Regions from separate parts of the Dromaius novaehollandiae genome. Here region 2 is linked to region 1. Evidence: chromatin contacts called from public Hi-C data. All regions are on one chromosome and are shown on one strand. The core of a region is the stretch at or near the end of the contact, and the rest is flanking DNA. Distances in the headings are between cores, read along the strand shown. Region 1 holds the start of MXI1 (MAX interactor 1, dimerization protein). Region 2 has its middle 16 kb from the start of SMNDC1.

Region 1 (6,295 bases), core at 161-2,660:
TTACGCGCTGCCAGCAGCCAGGTTACTCTCTCAGAGCAGCAAAGCAGAAACACTGTTTTGTGTTGCTCATGAGGAAGAGCTAACCGTGCGCTGTGTTTCCGCATTGATGCATTTTGCACTGTTAAAATATTTCCACTTAATAGTGATGCTACCAATGGGATACTTCCACCTGCGCACGCCCGAGCCAGGGCGCCAAGCGGCTGCCGCGAGCGGAGCACAACCCGCCCCGCTCTCGCCGAGACCTGCTCAGGCCGTCGGCACGGCCGGCTCACGCGATTCTGGGAAAACACATTTATTGGAGACATCAACAGCGTGAGAAAGCAGCAATGTCTTGGCGAGGGAAACTGGTGCTGGGAGCCTCGGGGGGGTGCAAAGGGGCTGCACGCGTGCATCGCCCCCCCCCCCGTCCTGAAGCACACAAATGGCTTAATAGCTGGAAAATTAAAATTAAGTGGGGCACGTTCCCGTAAGGAGAAATGCACGGAGCATGTTAGTCTTCACCCTGAGTGTGAATTAAATATCTTTGGCGGTGCAAATTTGGCTGTGCTCTTAGCGCAGCACACGTGCGCGTGTATTTTTGACAGCTGCCTCTAATTTGCTAGATGTGATTACGAATTGATTTTAGGCTTTGGCATTGTAACTTCCCCGCTCCTAAAGGATTTACAGCACCTCTTACCTCTCCCCGTTACCTGAAACCCTCTCGGAGCTGCAGCGAGCGGGTTACAGGCTTTCGCTCCCGCCATCCCTCTCCAGCGGCCGAAAGGGCCGTCTGTGCTCGCCCCCCGGCTGCGCAGACCCACGCGCGTGAGCGCAGCACTGCTGGGGGTCTTCCAGGCGGGCAGGGACACCACCAACGTCCGGACGGCTCCTCTCCTCCCATCGCCCCTCTGCTGGCGCAGCAGCTGCTCTCGGTCGCTGCGAGGTACCTTGCAGTCCTGCTAACCCTGGGTCCTACTCGACTTCATTCCCCTGCGATTGTCAGAGAAAATATTTAACGTGGAGGGTAAAGTGTGTATGTATGTGTGAGTGTATATATATGCATATATGAATCTGAAGTTCCTAAAGTTCTCGTGAAAGCGTCTTTGCAATTCCCATTTTCGTGTTACCCTTCCCAAGACTGTTATGTTCCTCTGCTGCCTCTACTAGGGGAAAAAAAGTCTGTGCAAATGTTGTTTAAGGAAAACAAAAAACAAGACAAAAAGCGCCCGTAAGATACTTTCCGCTACGCACACTTTACATACACACACGTACACGCACACGCACCAGCCGCGGCGGGCGGCAACCGCGGGGCACCGCGCACGGCCCCGCCGCCCCGGCCGAGCCCCCGCACAGCCCCGGCGCCGAGCGGCCCCGCGGCGGCTCTCCGCAGGCGCGGCGGGGCGGGGCGGGGCGGGGCGGGGCGGCGGGGCGGGCCCGGCGGCGGCGGCGCCGTCTGGGGGAGCGGCGCAAAAGCGGCGGCAGCGCTAGGACCGCGGCGCCGCCGGGCGCAGCCGCGCAGGCAGCGCACCCGCGGAGGGCATGGGGAAGCGCGGGCGGCCGCGCAGGGAGCCGCGGGGCGCGGCGCGCTGCCCGCTCGGGGACATCGTCAACACGGGCGCGGCGGCGGCGGGCACCTTCCTGCGCAACGTGCAGGTGCTGCTGGAGGCCGCCAGCTACCTGGAGCGGATCGAGAAGGAGAACAAGAGTAAGCGCGTCCGTCCTCCGCGGGTGCGGGGCGGGCGCGGGCTGTGCGCGTGTGTGTGTGCGCGCGGCGCGTCCCCCCCGCTTGTTTTCAGGGGAGAAACAAACTTGCGGCTGTGAGCGGCGCGGCCGCGGCGGCTCCGAGAGCGGCGACACGTCCGCGCGGAGCCGCGCAGGAAGCGCCCGGTGCGGCGGCGGCGGTGCGCGCGGCGCCCGTCTCGTCCCCCCGCTCCCGCGGAGCCGCCCCCGGGCGGGCGGGGGGGGGGGGCCCCGCGGCGGCGGACAAAGGGCCGGGCCGGGCCGTGCGCGCCTGCGGAGCGCCAGCGCCGGCCCGGACCCCGCAGCCCCGCCCCGCCCCGCCGCGGGCGCGTGGTTCGCACATGGAGCCGAGCCCGGCGCGCTCATTGGCGGCGGGCGCCCCGCGGGGCGGGGCTGGGCGCGCCGCTCCTCCAATGCGCGGCGGCGGTGTCCCCCGTGACGTCACGCGTTGCTGAGCCGGGCGCGGGCACTCTTCCCCCCCCCTTCCCCGCGGGTGCCGCCGCGTCCCCGAGGCGAACGGCGCCGAAACCCCCCGCTTTCTCCTTTATTCATGCCATCATTTTCCCCCCTTTTCCCCGTTTTTTTTCCTCTTCGCTTTGTCCTCTCTCCGCGGAGCGTGGCCTCTCTTGCTGCGGTCCCCTTTCCGCGCAGCTCCGCGAGGCAGCGCGCCCCTCACCGCGGCGGGAGCCTGCCGCGGCCGCGCTGCGCTGGGCTGCGCGCTCCCGCGGCGAAAAACAGCGACGCGGAGGAGCCAGGGTGCTTTAAACAAAAAAAAAAAAAAAAAAAAAAAAAGTTGAATTCACGTTTATTCCCTCACGTGCCGCACGTGAAAATCTCCTTTCATAGAAGCTTCTGCAAAACCGTAGGTTTTACTTGCCAGCAGGGCGCTTTAGGTTGCGACGCCCCGCGTAGCCCCGTCTCGGCCGGGCCGTGCTGGATGCGCCGTTCAGAGCGTCGCCGCCGTAACGCGGCAGTTTTTCCGTGTTGCCCCCAAACAAAGAGGAATGCTGCTGGAATTGGAGTAGAAACGGCCTCAGTGCAACGCTCCGCTGTGCTGGGAAGGAGCTGCGGGAGGCTGTGCCCCAACACACATACTATACGTAGCCTGACTGAGAGGGTATCTGCCCTTTAGCTGGTGGAGCAGCAGCGACTGCTCGGTGCACCCCTCGCTGGCCGGCTCGCAGCGGCACCCACCACGTCTGCTCGCCCATCTCTGCCCTCTCCCACCTAGCAATTAGCGGCGGCAGCGGGGGGGGGGGGGGGGGGGGAAATGCACCGAGTTTGGTGCTGGAGCCTGTGGGCCGGCCCGGCTCGGTGGCAGGTGGCTCACAGCTCGCCCGCAGGACGCGGAGGTCCCTCGGCCGGGCGGTTACGCAGGCCCTAATTAGGCGTTTTGGTGTTACTCCCATCCTGCCGGCGGCTGAGTCACGGCCCTGCTGCGTGGGGTGCTGCACGCGCGTGGGGTTGGGGGCCCTGCCCCGAGGAGACGCGCTCGGGAAAAGCGGAGGCAGCAGTCGCGCGGAACGGGCGAGGGGACGGGAGCGAGGCGCTGGGCTTGCCAGGAGCCCCGTGAGAGGTGGCGGCATCCCTGCCCTCTCCGGGTGGCCTAAAGCACACGTGTCCCCTCTCCAGGTGGGAGAGGAGAAGCCACGGGGCCCTTTTCGGCCCCCCGAACGCAGCCGTTCCCAGCCCTGCCTGCAGGCTGGGGGTGCTGGGTGCTCAGTGCAGCCTAGGGCAGGGTTCGCAATTCAGTCTGTAGTTTTCTAGCTGTTTGGTGCCCACTGAGAAATAGGGTGAGAATTTTCTCATCAGTCCCTCTTACGTACATCTGTAGATCCCACACCCCGTTGTCGCAGTCATAGGTAGTAGCAGAGGGGCCACGAGCCACTTTGGTCGCGTGGAAGCAGAAGTGCAAGGCTGGGAGCTGAGGAGCAGAGCTCGATGTGCTGTCGGGCTGCGGGAACAGGAGATGACCCTTAGCAGTGCCGCTTCAGCGCCTCTCCCCAGCTGTAAAATCACCATCTTTGCATTCACTTTCCTTTTTAAAAATTGGAATATGTAGCTCTCTGCAAAATTGTCTGTATTCCAGCACAGTGACTGGGTGGGCTACAGTTGTGTTATCAAACCGCCCTAGTAAAATGGAGTATTTTAGCTACCAAAGTATAACTGAATTATTTTTCCAGTTGAGCCTCTGGAAATGAGTAACACTGCTGACTTGCTGCTTGATGTAGTTCTCCTGGCAAGACCACAAAACCCCATCCTAGCACACCTTGCTAACTGACAAATACATGTTTCCAGATGACCTGTTTCTTGAAATTTAAGCTTGGTATCAAAGGAATAGAAACATCACATGAAAAATTACAGTGGCTGTTTTCAGAAATGAAAGGTCTGCTGAGGGCAACTCTGTTGGTGTGTTGGTAACCTCTGCAGGTGGCTTCTCGTGAATTAACATGGCTAGAAATATGTAGCAGCTGTGAAAGCAGCTGAAATGCTGGAGCTTGGAAGCTGTTGTTAGAGGGACTTGGGGTTTAGCATGTGCCCAGTGCTACCTCTGGGTATGTGGACTCATGCTTGTGTCACCAGGAGTTGCATAAACATGTGATGAATTCTTCGGATATGATGCCTTACCTGTAATAGTCATGGTATGTAATATATACTGTTTTTACTACGGATACAGACATCTGTTGCCATATCCTCTTCCTAAAGCATGAAGGCAAGCAAACAGCTGTCCATGACAGTGATGTCCTCGTCTGCGGGCCCAGTAGAGGTGTGCACACATGAGACAGCTGACTTTGTCTCCTAGCAGAAGATAGCGAGAACCTCTGTCTGGCTTTTGAGTGCTGGCTGTGTTTACTGACCTTCTGACCAGGAATAGCAAAAGGGAAACCTCAGATTTGTGCTTTGCTACTGAAGAAGAGGAAATCAGAGCCTTGTGGATGTGTTGGCAGAATCTTCTTCTTGCAGCTCCTTCCATTGGCTATGAGTTGTTTTGGGTCTTTTTCTTTGTCAAGCCAAGGTAAAGACCTAACAGAAACCTGTAATTAGCAGAGTGCAGAGGGAGCCAAAACTGCCTTTGGTTTACGTGCAGAGCTCCTATTGAATCAACGAGAGCTGAATATGTGGCTCAAGGTCAGTATAGATGGTCTTAGATCTTACAGTGATGTGATATATGGGGCAGCACAAGACTCCTTTATGTTTTTCATCCAGCTCACAGTAAACCCCCTTCATCCCTCCTGGGTCATGACCTGGCCACAGTGATTCATGTGTTAACCACTTCCAGGTTGGGTGATTTTGACTCATGCTGTTTAGACCTTGTCATAAAATTCAGAAGGAAATCACGCAGTAGAAATGACAGGGCAGAGGTAAAGCTGTGGGTCTGCGCTAGAGGCACCACTGGGAACCGATCAAGTCCTTCGTCAGCAGTGCATCCCGAGAGCTGGCAGAGAAACACCCTTGGCTGCTGTCCGGAAGATCCTGTTCTCAGTTAGCTGAGAGACCCCATCCTATGTTTGATGTGTTTCTGTTTGGTTGTGTGGTTTTTTTGTTGTTTTTGTTTTTTTTTTTTTTGTTTTTTTTTTTTTTTTTACTAAGGGAGGTCCTCTTACCAAATTTTGCAGCTGGATCAGGCAAGTGACTTGACCAAAGTCACAGAATGAGCCACTGTCTCAGACTAAATTGGGGCACAGTGCAGGTCTGAAAACAGCCGCTCGTCTCCCAGAGTAAAGGTGCAAGTGGCCTGAAGAGCTGATACACCTGTGGCTTTTGCTCTGTCACTTGGCAGAGACTGGTCTTTGAATCGGAGTGAGGCACACAGCACGGGCTTTATTCCTGCTCAGACTCTAGCATGTCCAGGTGGTTTGGCACTGAGAAGTTTCCGTCCTCACCGTTGGATGGGTTCCAGGCACCAGTGGGAGTGCTGAAAGGGATTATCTGGTGTCTTGCAGAAGAGTGAGGCTCCTGGATCAGAAATGAGGCCACATCTTACAAGCAGTATAGGTCCTTTACTAGAGGTTTTGCAAGCATTGGAAGGGTGCTCAGCAGTTAGCGCTTGGGATGTTCGCCGGCCCAGTGCTAGAGGTCCTCCAGAGCTCAGCTTTTGCAGCCATGAGTACAGAACGGAGACTCGGTTGTTACAGAGTGTGCTGGCAGGCAGGAGGTTTGGGTATATTGCAGCGGTTGTTCCCCAGGCTAGAAAGACTGAGGAGTTCTATGGATCTGCAGTCCTCAAAAGTCGATTGTCCCAAACCCCAGTGAATCATCTCCCTGATCCGAGAGCAGCAGAGAACGGTCCCTAGGGGGATCTTTGCTTATTACCTTGGTTGTGAGGGTGCCAGGTTTCAAGGCTTTGAAAGCAAGATTAAGACTCTGCAGTTTATTTGGAGGTGGGAAAAGGAAAGCCTTGCAACTGTTGCCATCTCTATGTTCCTTCCAGAGCTTGCAAAAATTTGGGGATAGGAGGATATTAGGAAAAGGCAAAGAAGGGATGGAAAACCAGGTGGTCTTCACCAAAGATATTGCCCTTATTTTAAATAACTTTCAGGTTGCAAAGCATTGTGTTATTTCTATGCCCTGTGTT
Region 2 (6,416 bases), core at 3,025-5,524, 61 kb after region 1:
TCCTGAGCGATTCTGGTGTAGATTTTTGTGTTGTGATAAATTGCCTATGTTTAAGTATTCTGATGTTGTTGAATCTCCCCTGCTGTTCTCCAAACTGTGTCATCCCCCATGAGAGACAACAGATACCATGGAGTAGAGGAATAATGTTTCCATGGCTGTGATGAACTATTTCTGGTCTGTTTTGGGGTTTTTTTGTGTGTTGTGGGGGTTTTTTTATTTTATTTTTTTTTTATTAATTTGTTTCTTAAGCCTGGATCAGGTTGCTACTCTTCTCACTTGTGCGTATGTAATACAGTGGTGGAGTACATCTGTTCTCCTCCCTTCTGGGAGGTGACCTAGCAGGAATAGAAGTCTGCCACAGACTGTCTACAGATTGACCTCTCGCTCAACTAATAGAGCCTGAGGGCTCTGGAGGAAGAAACATCCTGGGTTTGATCCTTTCCAGCAAGGAGAGAGCCTGTGTGTATAGAGCTGTAGCTTGCTGCGCCCATTGTCAGTGACCACTGCCCTGGGTAAGAAGTCCAGATACTAGAGGAAGCTGTTGCAGGGAGAGAGATGAGCTTTGACCATAAGCCAGTTGCCTTACTGCCCACTAGCATCAGTGTTCCAGTAGGAAAGAGGACTAGGATTAAAACAAATTTAACTAAGAGCCTTTATAATAAATTTTAAAGACAAAAGGTTGGTTGGTCTGGTGCTGGGGGTTTCTTTGTGGTTTCTTTGTTTCTTTTGACTAGCTTTTGGACAGTATCTTGTATGACAGAAGCACTTCTCCAGCTTTTTAAGGTTGTTCTGCACTGCTTTATTGCATTTTATTCTCTGACCTTTCTGATAAACTCACACCTCTGCAAAATCTGTAATGCTAGTCACATTTCCATTTGTTAGTCTAGACTGTTGCACTGGAATGGTCAAGATGACTAATGGGCTCCAAAAAGTTGCTTTAAATTACTTTTAGATAAAAGTACAGGCCAATTAGTTATGGTTATGCAGGACATCAGTTAGATGATCATAATAGTTCCTTCTGGTTAAAAATGTATGAATCTTGTGAATTGTCCCCATTGTGACAAGCCAGAATAGTCCTATGTGCCAGATCTGCTTTAAGATCACATCAGCTGTCAAAGTTGCATCAAAGTTTCTGCTAGTCTCTCTGGAATTTTGTGTAACAGAATGAGGATTCAAAGATGCAAATCTAAACCCTTGAGGGTCAAGTTGCATTTATCCTTTGGAAGCTGACATGGTCCCTCTTGCTGCTTAACTCCAAAAGAACCAGTAGAGCAAGTCAAATTTATAAATTTGCCATTCCTTGGAACTGAGAAGTGCTCACAGAGGCTTTTTTTCCTCTCTCCTCTTCCTTGCTCGGATGCTATTCAGGGAAAGAAGTAACTTTTCCAGTAGTAACAGAAGTCCTTTTCATTGTTGTCTACAGGTGTCACCTAGAGGGGAAGCCATTACATTCTTTACATGCCCATCTAAACTGAACACATTAGGAATTTTGTCATACATATATGGGCCATGCTTGTATGAATTTCCATAACCCAAAATTTAGGACTATTTTGTCTCAATGTTGGCCTAAAAAATAAAATAAAAACCAACTCTGAAGACACTTAATATATGTTGATTTTTCATTTGCTCTGAAAGATTGAGATACTGGAAGAATGTTGCTGTTTGGTGCCCAGCTCTTAAGATTTTTTAATATTCAGCTAAGTTCAAGCCTCGATTTCAGTGCTAGTCACTCTAGTTTGAAAAATATCAGGGAGTACTGGGCAAGTGTAGTTTCATGAGAAGGCCTAGGTCCTTACCTCCTCAGAGCATCTCACAAAGACAGCTTTGGATTTACTGAGGAACTTCTCTCCTTCTGCACCTGTGTGGCACAGGCTGCGTGCCTGTAGGCAAGGTCGTGTTTTGGAGGGGACACGCAGTTCGGCATTGCCTCTGGAGCTGGGAAGAGCAGAAAGTCTTGACGTGCAGCTTAGTTACAGAGATTGAAAGCTTACCTAGCTCATAAAAGGCTGGAGACCAGCCCTTGGTATGTCTGATTATTCAGCCAGAAAGCCCTTTTTGCTGCCATAAGTGCAGCTTTGAGCAGATGGATGTTACCTTGGGGACGTTCTCCCATGGCACCTTTCGCAGTACCCTGCAATCCCTGCAAAGGAACCGTGGAGGGCATTTGTGCTGCTGTGGCCTCGTTTCACTCCTCTGCAAATGAAACACTTCACTCTCAGTCGTCGCTGCTGTGGCCCTAGATGTCTGCCCATGAGATCGGCTCTGATTTCATCTAGAATAACATTTATTCCCACCATGTGGTAATTTGCGCATGGAATCACTTTTTTGTTTTATCTGTGCAAAACAGAGAGTGAGATGTGATCTTTTTATTTTTATTTATTTTCTTTCTCCCCTTCCCCAGGTTTGCTTTGTGCGTGCTATTATTGTTTGTTTTTATTGTTTTATTTTTGTGTTTTTAGCATAACAGAAGCCCTAAATTTATCTTCTGCCTAATTTTACAAGAATACAGTGACTTTTCCTATAAACAGAATCTGATGTTCTTTATTTAGGCAATTTGGCCCTATAATAAACACACACATGTGCACACATGCGTGCACATACAGCTCCCTCCTAAGCTCATTCTGGCAAGGCCTCCCTCTGTAAATTAGATCTCTGATGGGCCTTTTTGCTACAGGCAAACCCATTAAAAAGACCATCGAGCATTTTCCTTCTTTTGACACAAGTGTATTACAGTATGTCATCTTGCGTCTGCAGACAAGGTGGAGATGACTATCTGGCTGCATTAGTCATGGTTATCCTTTGGCGAGTTGTCACTTGAAGGTCATTTTAACGTCCATGCTATTAGAGGCATGTCATTGACGGAAGGTGGTCTCAAATTGGTCTGTCATGAAATCTGTCTGTCACTAGAAATGGGGTTAACTATATGGACGTAGTATTTTCCAGATTTTGTTACTGGCTTTTCATGTTGTTCGTTTGCTAAGATCTGTTTCTGGACTGTGAGCTCCAGCCCCCCAGTTTTTCTCTTCTTTGTCCTCCTTTGCTTGCTGCTCCCTATTTGTACTCTGTTTCCGTGTTGCCCCATTGAAATGGCTGAAATACTTGCTTTTTGGCTTCAGTGCAAGTGGTATCAGTTGTGTGCACTAAATGGAGAAGTCTTCCCCCCCCCCCCCCCCCCCCCCCGATCATAAGCTTTTGTTGTTGAATATTCCCTGGCACCAGCCCTAGGCCATTGGAAGGAGAAACTTGGGAAACTTTCTGGAAGATGATGGTAAAAGCCCAGACTTCATTCTGAGCTTAGGGAGGTGGTAATAATATTTTTAGAGAAGAATTCTATAAGCAATGGCATTAATATTTGGGATTTTTTCCTGGGGCCGTGTCCTGGAGACGGGCTCTCTGGTGAGTGATGCTGTGCTCTGAGCAGTGACCGGAACTTCCCTGCGTCCGAGGACGGAGGCAGGGAGGGGAGCGTGGCTGACTCCGCGCTGTGTTTTCCTGTGGAGCTGCGTGTTATGGAGAGGCTAATTGCGGATAACGCACGCGGACTGACGCCCGCTGCTCTGCCCCTTTCCTCCTGCAAAGCGGACTGATCCGTTCGGCCGTTAGGCAGAAGCAGGAATAGAGAAGGTATTGGTGCTATGGCTGCAGCACTAGCTGCTTAGTATTTAGGGTTCCTGTTGTGGTGTTGCTGTGTTCAACCAAAGCCGAAGTCGTGTCGCAGCTCCGAGGACGCCCGTGGGAGCACGTTCTCCCGTGCTTTGCCCCTCGCGCCGGGGGCTCGGCAGCGAGGAGCGATGGTCGGTCTGAGGCCCCTCCGAAAGGTGCGAGGATGGGGAGCTGCTGAGCAGCCCCTGGGGCGGCCGTGTCCTTTGCGGTGTACACGCCCAGGTGCTGAAAGGCTGAGTCAGGCCGTGCCGCTGGCCTGACAGACGCAGAGGAAAGGGGCCATTTCTGGTTGGGAGCTGCGGGCTGGGAAAGCTTGCATTTGACAGGGTGAAGGAGGGACACCTGGGAGGCAGGACATACTGATGTGGGCTGTAGTGCTCAGCTGCTTGGTCTGTAAGAGATGTTTTGGTAGGTCAAAGGTGCAAAATGTCATTTTCTTTCAGAAATATTTTCAGTGTTAAGCATGCTAAAAGGGCTATTGGAAGTATTTAAGTTATTTCCTCCTGCAGCGCAAGCAAAATTCAGCCGCTTTGGCTGTAGCACCCACGTGAGGCCAGGAGGCAGAGTTGCCGTGGGAGGAGGTGGTGGCTCTCCCCCGTTCTGGGCTGGCGGAGGCAGAGGGAGCCTCAGGCTTTGCAGGTGGCTTTCCCGTGGCTCGGGCTCGGGAGCGCTGCGCTCTCCCCGTGCTGCTGGATGGTGCCCTCCTGCGCATCAGGGAGCTGAAGGGGGTGGGGGGTGTGAAGGGAAGGAGGGGTGGGGGTTGGCGGCTGAGCTCGGCCTGCAGGGTGGCGTTTGGCAAACCCTGGCCCACCGAGGCAGGGGCTTACATGACCTTTGCCTGTTGGGATTCTCTGCTCTCAAGTAATTAGGCCAAATGCAAATCCATGCAGCTGCTTAAAGGGCCTCAGTACTGCCTTGCTTGGGACCACACAGGCAGCAGAACATTTCCAAATGTGGCCTGTTGCTTTCGAACACGCTGGTTTCCAAAGCAGGCTAGTGGGGTGAGCTGATTAATTTGGCCTTGAACAAGTCATTCAACCTCTTGGTGCCTCTGTTTCCTTACCTGTAAAACATGGACTGTAGTCTGGAGAGCTGCAGCCATGCAAGTGAGGCTTCATGCTAATATGGCACTTTCAGGAAATAATCAAGCGAGGCACAGGATTAAATTTGGTTTGTGTTCAGCTAGCCAAGGGAAGGTAGGTGGCTTCAGGACACTTCTAAGGAGTGTAGAATGGCCCTGAATGTGCTCACATGCTGGAGAAGCTGAGCAAAGCTGAGCTGAGCAAAGAAATTGTGCAGTGAGAGGAATGACGATTCACTGGCTCTGAGCACTAGTAATAATGCTAGATCTCACCTCGGGGGCGCTCCCAGCTGGGAAGTTTCTAAGATTATCTGGGATGTTCTCTCATACTGAGCTGAATGTAGCATCTATGGATCTGGAGGGCGCTTTGGCACTTCCTCCTTCCTTCCAGTAAGCAGTGGCTCAAGTGTGCCTCTTCTACAAGGTGTTAATTACAGAGGTAGTTTGAGAGACACCGGATTTAGCATTCATCTGTTCTTCCCCCTGTGATTCCCAGTGAAAGAGAAGTTGGGCAGAGAAGCCGTTCTTTGCAGGCACAGTTAGCTGTAGGCCAAATTCACCCCCTTTGTAATGTCCCATTGAGTTCATGCACTTCAGCAGGGATTAGTTTTTGTCTTGAGGGACATTGTGGCAAAACAGGGTAAGCCAGCAAAGGAATTTAAATCATTTTATGGTGGTTTTAACATTGTGGTTGCTAGTCAGAATGCATATAGACAGAGTTGTATTACATTAAGAAATAAATTTGACTTGAGCTACCAGTGATTTAGCCAGTGTTCAGTGTAGCTAAGGCTAGGAAACTCTTTCCCTTGAACTATACCCCCCCCCCCCAAAAAAAAAGACTTGTCTTAAAAAATTGTTTGGGATCTCCTCCTCTCCCCTTTGATGGGCTTGATTGGAAAAGCAAAAGCTGTTGCCTCTTCTGAAGCAATGGGCAACTGTACAATACAGCACTTACCACCTTACAGACTACAGGTTAAAAATGTAGTGTTTAAAACATAGCATCAATTGTACTCACTGAAAATGTCTCATTGAGAAGTAACATCACCTTTCAATCTAGGCGAGAGCAAGATGTTTCCAGACCTATTCTGTCAGCATCCATCCTAGGAAAGCTTTGTTCTTCTGTGTGGACTGGGGAATCCTTGTGAAGGAAGCTCAGCTTAGAAGGATGATTCTTTACAAAAGGCAATAATGTGAATGCTTTTGTGTAGCACAGGCTTCATTTTGACTGTAGGTTTTGACATTTCAGTAAAAAGTTGTTTAAACAGTTGCTTAAATGTAAGTTAATGGGTAGCTTGTTCAGTTATATGCATTGATGTTTATCATAGTTCTGATGCAACTGCCCCTCCCTGTTTGTAACCTGAGTATAACTGAAGCTTTTTGGAGCTCAGATAAAGCCTGGACAAATTGCAATGGAAAGAGCATCACCAGCTGCAAGGCAGTAGTACTTCAGTTGGGCCTGGCTGGAGCACGTTCCCTGTTATCCCGTGCTTTCTGCGAGCATAAGGAAGACACACAAGAATTAGGTGATTGCTACTAGCTTGAATCAGTACTTTGGCAGTTCTTTGTGGAACAGAACATCAATGGGAAGTGTATGTTTGCCTTCTAAACATCCCCACTGGTGAACTGCAATCTTGTAAGTAGGTTTGAAATCCATTGTATTTCCAAATCTCTT

Evidence for each region. Hi-C and Micro-C count contacts between places; a contact is called where the count stands out from the background.
Region 2: a Hi-C map of ovary shows a contact between it and region 1, with 3 times the contacts expected there. The contact joins the enhancer-like site here to the promoter of MXI1 in region 1. A contact is called at or near these places in 4 of 4 Hi-C or Micro-C datasets (blood, brain, liver and 1 more).

The regions. Positions count from the first base shown.
Region 1 is chr6:36,889,026-36,895,320 of bDroNov1.hap1, forward strand. MXI1 (MAX interactor 1, dimerization protein) reads left to right here and starts at 1,411. Exons shown (of 6, transcript XM_064514208.1): 1 at 1,411-1,684. The coding sequence starts at 1,519.
Region 2 is chr6:36,947,052-36,953,467 of bDroNov1.hap1, forward strand. No RefSeq gene overlaps it. Among named protein-coding and RNA genes, the nearest start is that of SMNDC1, 16 kb to the right of the region's middle. Within about 2 kb of position 4,275, at least 1 of the 2 cell types and tissues checked has open chromatin away from gene starts, as enhancers often do.